Regions from separate parts of the Rattus norvegicus genome. Here region 1 is linked to region 2. Evidence: chromatin contacts called from public Hi-C data. All regions are on one chromosome and are shown on one strand. The core of a region is the stretch at or near the end of the contact, and the rest is flanking DNA. Distances in the headings are between cores, read along the strand shown.

Region 1 (4,254 bases), core at 1,031-3,530, 210 kb after region 2:
ACCCGTACTCCTCTTAAAGAAGACCTGAGTTCAGTCACCCATAATTCCAACTGCAGGATAATCTGACTCCTCCTCAGGCACCTATACGTAAATGTGAAAGCACCCAGAGAGACATATGCACATACACACAGAACAGAATAATAAAAACAAATCTTAATCAATAAATACTTGGATAAGAAGGCTCAGTGTATACCTGGAGACCTAAGTACAATTCCCAGAACCCAAATATGAAAGAACAGATCTGTTCAAAATTGTCTCTGGCTTTCCCACATGCTGTGATGTGCACCTCCCACAAATGCATTCCATGTACATATGTACACAATAATAAGTAAATAACTTAAAAAGGAGGCTGGTGCCCAAAGGCAACTCCAACCCCCACCCCTCCACTGCCCTCAACAGAGTTTCTCTGTGTAGCCCTGGCCATCTTGGAACTCTGTCGGAAGACCAGGCCAGCCTCGAACTCAGAGATCCACCTGCCTCTGTCTCCTGAGGGCTGGCATTAAAGGCATGGGTCACCACATGTGATGTCATTCATTTTGATATTAAGCTTTTAATTAAGCCAAGCACAGTGATGCTCACCTATAATCCCAGCACAGGAGCAGTGAAGGCAGGAGAATTAGAAGTTCAAAGCCATACTCCCTCAGCTACAGGAGGAGTCTGAGGGCAGGCTGGGCTACATAAAACCCTGTCTCAAAACAAACAAACAAACAAACAAACAAACAAGCACGAAAGCAAAGGGCCACTGGGATGACTCCATGGATGGAGGTGCTTGTTGTCAAGCCTGGCAATTATGCTTGGTCCTCTGAACCCAGATGATAGGAGAAGACCAACTGCCACAAACTGTCCTCTGACTTCCGCAAGCATGCCATGACACTCATGTGCCACACACCACACACCACACACAAACACACACAAAAGAAATAAATGCAACAAAAAATTAAAGGCAGGCATAGTGGCACACACCTTTAATCCCAGCACTCGGCAGGCGAAAGCAGACAGATTTCTGAGTTCAAGGCTGATTTAGTATACATAATCAGACCCTGTCTCAAATAAATAAACAAAAACTCAAAAAGTCTTCTAATTTAATAAACATTAGTAGTACTTTTGAGAGGTGGGGACAGAGAGGGAGGGAGGGAGGGAGGGAGGGAGGGAGAGAGAGAGAGAGAGAGAGAGAGAGAGAGAGAGAGAGAGAAGACATTCAGCTGTGGTGGCTCACACCTTTAATGCCAGCACTGGAAGACAGAGGCAGGAGAATTTCTGTAAGTTCAAGGCCATCCTGGTCTACATAGTGAGTTCCAGGATAACCAGAAAGAAAGAAAGAAAGAAAGAAAGAAAGAAAGAAAGAAAGAAAGAAAGAAAGATAAAAGGAAAGAAAAGGAAAGAGAAAAGAAAAGGAAACAAGACTTCTCCGGCTTCTTCCCAGAAGCCCTGTCTCTATTTCCTACTCTAGCTGCATTCTGAGTCTAAAAAGGTAGCTGGTTTTACCTTGCTCTGAGCCTTGCTTAAGACACACAATGGGTGCCCTTTCCTGCCTGGCATCTTTCGCTCACCATGTCCCCTCTGAGTCACATGCAGTGTTACACATAACTTAGCTTGCTCATTCTTTCTGCTACAGATACCCCGTTGACTGGAGAGTAGCTTGTGAGGTTTTCCTGACAATGGTGTTTGCGTGGTTTCCAATGTGGGACTGTTCCAAATAACACTGCTTTACCCAAAAGCAGGTCCTTGATGTGCATGCCAGGGAGAAGGTTGGAACCCTGTTCTCTAGACTGCTTCCACACAGAGGTCTCTGATGCCGCCTTCTGGACAAAAGCCACATGACACATCCAGGGGTGGCCCTCATCACCCAAGTCGTTCTCAAGATCTCATAGTAGCCTAAGATTGGACCATGACCCTTCCTGGAAGCCACACCCCTGACAATATAACCTGGTTGGTGGCACTAAGCCACCGCCCAGGTTACCCTTTATAACCATAGCTCTAATTCATGTCCACAGTCCCTAGAGACCTGAGTAGGTTAGGGATCTCAAAGGCAAAGAGAGACTCTACCCACCCCACCCCTTAGTCTGTAGCTATGGTGTTGGGCTCCTCCTAGACCTGTGTAAATTGTGACCCCTGTATGGCAGCTGCTTGGGGAACCTTTATGAGAGCCCTGTGTCCTAATGAGGCAGGCTCATAGCAGCCTCCTCAGCCCCGCCCTGCCAGACCTGTTCTCTGTTTCACCACCTCCATTCCCCAAGGCCACCCAGCACCAGCCACAGCCTGCTTGCCTGCCTACCTGGCAGTCTCAACTGTCAGGGCTCTCGGTAAAGATCTGGGGAAGCACGGGCCATGGATGCCACCACAGGGGCTGTGCTCTACCAGAAGCTGCAACTCTGGGAGCCTGGCATGGAGTCAGAGGAGGAGGAAGAAGAGGAAGAAATAGCAGAACCACTAGTCCTTTCCCTAAGGAGACTCCAAAATACCCCCGGGTGAGTCAGCAAGGGCCTGGGAACCCCATAGTTCAGGCCGGATCGCTGGCAAGGTCCTCTCTCTGGAACCTCTAAGCTGGGTCAGGCAATCCCACACTTGGCTGAGCCCCAGGGACTTTCTAGATGAGTAGGGGGAGGGAACTCTAGGCTGCAGACCCAACTTGAGGCTGAGCCAGTCAGTCAGAGAAAGGTCTGTGTATCTGAGGAGACATTTATATCAAGCTGGTCCCTAACCTGACCAGGCCTTGCCGGCTTCAGCCCAGCCCCATGCCACAGCACCTGCTGGACAGGTTGGGACCTGACTACACCTGCTGAACCCCGCTCCTCAACCTCCTCTTTCCTGTGTGTCAAGCCCCTTTCAGGTCTTCCTCCCCCAGTTCTTCTGTAGACTCTTCCTCCAAATCAGCCTCAGTTTCTCTGACTTTTTCCTACCTCTGTGTCTTTGCCAATGCACTGCCCTGGGCCTAGAATCAATCAATCCTCCTCCCCTCCAATTTATACTCTTACAAAATCAAACCTTTGGGGGAAAACATTCCTTGGGTCCTCTTGGGATTCTTGGGTACCCCTTTACCCCATCCCTGGCTCAGGACTCCCCTTTCTGCAGGAACAAGGTTGGTGGGTTGCCAGGAGCCTGGACCCGCCTGCTGGCAGGCCTGCTGCTGCTGGCTGTTAGCAGCTCCCTGGCTCTGAGGCAGCTGCAAGGTAGGAACAGCCCAAAAGGAAACTTGGGCCCTGTGGATCTTCCAGCCAGCAGACACTCCCACCACCCTGGTGTGTACCACCACAGCGCTGTCATCAGCCCTGCAGGTCAGTGTTTGGGGAGGGGCTGTGGGTCAGTGGTCCAGGGCACCTCCCCATCACACATAGACCTTTCCTTACTACAGCCACATGTTCCCGACTGGGCCAAGAGCTGCTTGTCGCTGGGGGCAATGTCGTGGATGCTGGAGTTGGAGCAGCTTTGTGTCTGGCGGTGGTGCATCCTCATGCAACAGGGCTAGGTCAGTGTGATCTGTGGGCCCTGAACCTCAGAGCCTCTAACCTGGGGCCTAGTTAGTGACCTGGAACTCGTTCGGGCAGTCAGTGACCGTTACCTCAAGACTAGCTAGTGAACAGGACAGAGGATCTGAGTACCAGGCCTAGTCTTGGATAACCCTTGACCCTGGTCAGCAACTCTTGATTTCAGGCTGTCAGGGACCTCTATTGCAAGACAGTGATTCTCCACCTGGGACCACTGGAGGATCCTGACCTCAATTCTGGCCAGTGCCTCTGATCCCTGTGTGGTCTCTGTCTCTCAACAGGTGCCACATTCTGGGGTCTCTTCTACAATAGCTCCTCAGGAAACTCAACTGCCCTGACAGCAGGTCCAGCCCAAATCCTGGCCCCTGGCCTGGGACTGCCCACAGCTCTGCCTGCCCTGCATTTGCTTCATACCCACTTCGGCCGCCTGCCCTGGTCACACCTGCTGGCCAAGCCTGCCATGCTGGCTCAAAAGGGCTTTGAGGTAGATGCACCCCTGGCAAGCGCACTAGCAGCCCAGGGTACAGAGGGGCTCTGTCCACTGTTCTGCCATACCAACGGAACCCCACTGGGTCTTGGGGCTCAAGTCACCAACCCCAACCTGGCAGCTGTGTTGCTCCGTGAAGCCCTGGCCTCCAGCCCAGATCTTGTTGGGAATGCCTTGCTGAACCTGCTGGTCAGAGACCTGGGGTTAGAGTTGCCCTCTGTGCAGCCCAAGCCTTCCTTAGAGCCTGCACTGCAGCTTCTTCTGCCTCAGGGTGTGCTGTTC
Region 2 (3,850 bases), core at 999-3,498:
GTGGCCCTGAATGGCCTGAAGCTTGCAACATAATCAGGCTGGCCTCAAATTCACGGAGATCTGCCTGACTCTGCCTCTTGAGAGCTGGGATTAAAGGGACACCAAGCTACTTCTGGGGTTTTTGTTGTTGTCCCCTCCTTTGGGGCAGTGTCTAGACAGGGTTTACCTGGGTAGAGTGGCTGTCCTGGAAGCAGCTCTGGCCTTGAACTCACACATGCGCCCGCCTCTGCCTCCCAAATGTTGGGATTAAAGCCAGCTTGGCTTTCTTTTCTCTTTTTAAGTCAAAGCAGAGTTTGATGTGATATTGTTGTGTCTGTTCTTTTACAGTGAGTTAATACGCACAGTGATTGAAACAAAGGACACCACAAAGAAAGGCAGGACCTCTAAGACTCTCAGGAAACAGTTCTTCCTACCGTCACAGGTTATGGGTTGTTAGGCCTCAAAACCCCAGAAAGACAGGGGCAGTGCTAAGTGACATGGTTAGACACGACCAAATTACATTAGAACTGTAGTCTACAACAGTTCACTGGATCTTAGCCTGCACGAACAGTATGCTCTGACTTACACTGCCAAGAGAGTAAGCTGGCTCCCACGTAGACAGTTCTTTGGTTTTGTTTGAAGGGAGTGAGGTAAGAATGGTAGCAGAAATAAATGAAATTCCTGTCATAATCAACCCAAGTTAGAGATAACAGCGTCTTACATCAACTAAAAGCAGAAAGATCCCAAATGCTGTTTTCCATTCTGACACCGAGAAAACTGCTAAATAATAGCACTTAGTATTTATAATAAAGTACACACAGCTTTGGGATTTTAAAAATTAAACTTACTTTAGATATTTGGCATATTCTGGTTCTTTCCAGTAAAGCAAGTACTTAAGATAATTAACAAAAGCTTTGTCTTTGAAGTAACCTCTTTGGGCGAGAACTGAAAGACACAAAGAAACACTCTGTATGTCAACCACTGCTGGGCTGCTGATCTGTAATCTCTTAAGTAAAGTAGCTCTTCTTAACATCCCTACCGACAAAACACAAGGGATTAAAAAACACAAGCCCTTGTTTGCTCAGTTGATACTTACAGACCAGCACAAGTAAAACCCCAAACACATCGAAGTAAATAAATACTATTACAAATTGCATCTCTTCTCAGAAACCATTAAGATCTAGTGAGCTACTTAAGTTAATGATGTACTTAACTTACAATTAAGGTAATTTGGGTTGGCTAAACATTGCACAAATTCCAACTCCAACTGAAACCGAAGTCGATTTCCAGCATCATCTAGGAGAAAAGACAGTAAAAAAAAAAAGAGAAAGAAGGAAGGAACGATCACCCAAAATAAAAGTCACAATACAAACATTGATTTGTAGAAACAAAAATAAAACGCAGGTCAAACAGCTCAGCAAGTAAAGGTGCTTGCTGCAAAGTCTGATGACCTGAGTTCGATTCCTGGAACCTACAGGGTTGTAGGAAGACAACCGATTTCTGCAAGTTGTCCTCTAACCTTGGCATGCACCGCCGCTCACCCCCATAAACACACACACACATGCACACTCATGAATGAACTCAAATATCAAAGTGTGGAAGAAACTTCCTTAGAAATTTAGTTTAATTCACTACTTAGTGAGCCCTGTTTCCAAAACAAAAATAGTAATAAAAAAATCCTTTAAAGTTCGTTGAGGAAAAAATATGTAGAACCTGTACGCCACTGTGGAAGGACGTGAGCGGAGATTATCGGATAGTCTGCAATAGCTGTACGGTTCCCTATGTTGTTATAACCACAACTAATTACGTTAAGCAAAAACAAAGTGCTACACAAAAACGAAGCAGGAATGATTAAACAATGGAGAGAAGACGGTGATATGCATTAGAATACACAGGTTACCGACATTTCAGGCAAGTTTGGAGAAGTTCCAAAGAGCAGACAGTGGAAGGTCTCAGTCCTTTCTATGCGCCCCGGCCCGCCCCGCGAGTCAGGGTTGGAGTAGGGGTTAGAGCAACACAGGAGCAAAGTTGGTCCTACAGGCCATATTCTGGGGGGCAACACCGCCTTCTCCTCCGCCGGTCCCAACTCTAAGGATGAGGAGTTGAGCCCGGAAGACGGCGCAGGGGAAGGGAAACGGGAGAGGATTTTGGGGCGAAGGACCATTCCCGTGCAAAACACAACGCACCTGTCTCCATAGCGACGGCCGCGGCCATAGCAAGCAGAAAGGCGCAAACACTACCAACCCGACCCAACCGCAGCCCGGATTGGTGAAGGAGAATCCGGAAGTCACGGGTCCTACTTCCGGTCGCGGGGCAGAGTGGGACACGAGGGCGGGGACAACTTCACTTTGGGGAAGAGTGGCCCCGCCCATCTGTGCGGACCGGGCCGACTGCGCGCGCAGATATCGAGCGGGGCGTGCCGGAGGGCTTCTCTGATTTCAGGTCTGAGTCCTGCTGCCTACTCTGATGTAATACACCTCTCTGACGTCACCTTCCCCCGGGTGGCGTGACGCAGAGCATGATCCTTGGGCTTCTTTGTTCCTCCTGACCAAAGTGTACGGGCAGGATGGCCTCGCCCCTTAGGAGCAAGTCCTCCGTCCCGCGAGTGGAAAGCACCCGCCACAAGGAGACATCGACTGTCCGCATGGAGACGTCGTCCCACCGCGAGGAAACGTCATCCCACCGCGTGGAGACGTCCTCCCGGCAGGTTCTAACGTCTTCCCGGCAAGTGGAGACCTCCCAGCGCCACCGAGAGGGACCCTCCCTCACCCCCTCCGCGAAGCGACTCCCTCAATTCCTCGAGGTGTCCTCCCAGCACGTGGAAACCTCCTCGCAGTGCATGGAAACGTCCTCCCGCCACGTCAGGGCGTCGTCATCCCTGCGGGTGGAGACTACTGTGCACCGCGTAGAGAGCCCAGCCAGGCGAGACAAGCAAGCCACTCGGCAGAGTGCCAGAATGACTCGATGAAGTGCCATGGTCCTTAGCCAGGACTGAGGAATTGCCAGCCAGCTTCCAGGAGAGCCAAGTATCTTTGGTTTCATGGAAACAGCCCATAAAACAGTGTAAGAAGCAGGCTGTGGTTTCTGGGCACTGTTAACATGTATTGACATTGCAGCACCTTAGTCCATCCTGCTGTTGACCCAGCGTACTATTAACCTGAAGCCAGCACAGAAAGGTTTCCGATTTGTAGTACTGTGTAAACCCAGACGATGGACAAAGAGATTCTTTGAGTCTCTACACCAGGTAAGTTTTATAGTCTTAGGTCCCTCTAGAATGTGTTGACGACTTGAAATCTGCGAAGAGGGGCCAGATTTGTCATGTTTCTTGACTACTGGCCTGATCATATACCTGCTTGAAACCTACAGAGCAAGGCATCATCTTTCACAAATTGTTAATTACCCTTTAATAATATTTATATTTCATAATAAGTTTTCTCGTGTTAAGTTGTTATACACAGTATTCCATCTACACTTTAAAAAATAGGTCAGGAGCTATTAGAAAAATAAGGGCAGGGCAATTGAGAAAAAAAAATACTAATCTTGGGAGGGAACGTGAAGAAGCAGCCATGACACTTGGTCTGGGGCGTGAGATTGGCAGAGGATGGTTACTGAGTACCTACAGCATGCTTGGTACCAGTCAGAACTTGTCGGCTATAGCAGTGGAAAAGACTAAGATCTTCTCAAGTGAAGAGAAAGTAAGACGATGTTCTGTTGTATTCCTGTGAAAGATAAGGTATCTATCTTGTGGTAGCGAGTAGGGCGCTCTTTCGAGAACATGGTCAGGGAAAGCCTTGCTGATGACACTTGGTCTGAGATTGTGTGGGTTAGCAGCAAGCCATATCAGGATCTACAGGGAAGTACATTTTACACA

What was found. A called contact is a pair of places that touch in the nucleus more often than the background predicts.
Region 1: a contact with region 2 is called in a Hi-C map of kidney, with 4 times the contacts expected there. The contact joins the promoter of Ggt6 here to the promoter of Med31 in region 2. A contact is called at or near these places in 9 of 12 Hi-C or Micro-C datasets (the A7r5 cell line, the Rat2 cell line, Schwann cells and 6 more) and 1 of 1 datasets of contacts at active chromatin or transcription factors (oligodendrocytes).

The regions. Positions count from the first base shown.
Region 1 is chr10:57,548,258-57,552,511 of GRCr8, forward strand. Ggt6 (gamma-glutamyl transferase 6) reads left to right here and starts at 2,281. Exons shown (of 4, transcript NM_001002820.2): 1 at 2,281-2,468; 2 at 3,073-3,275; 3 at 3,353-3,466; 4 at 3,767-4,254. The coding sequence starts at 2,329.
Region 2 is chr10:57,336,641-57,340,490 of GRCr8, forward strand. Med31 (mediator complex subunit 31) reads right to left here and starts at 2,249. Exons shown (of 4, transcript NM_001135813.1): 1 at 2,166-2,249; 2 at 1,198-1,275; 3 at 828-924. The coding sequence starts at 2,193. It overlaps C10h17orf100 (similar to human chromosome 17 open reading frame 100), which reads left to right and starts at 2,546. Exons shown (of 2, transcript XM_063270127.1): 1 at 2,546-3,223. The coding sequence starts at 2,546. The coding sequence ends at 2,947.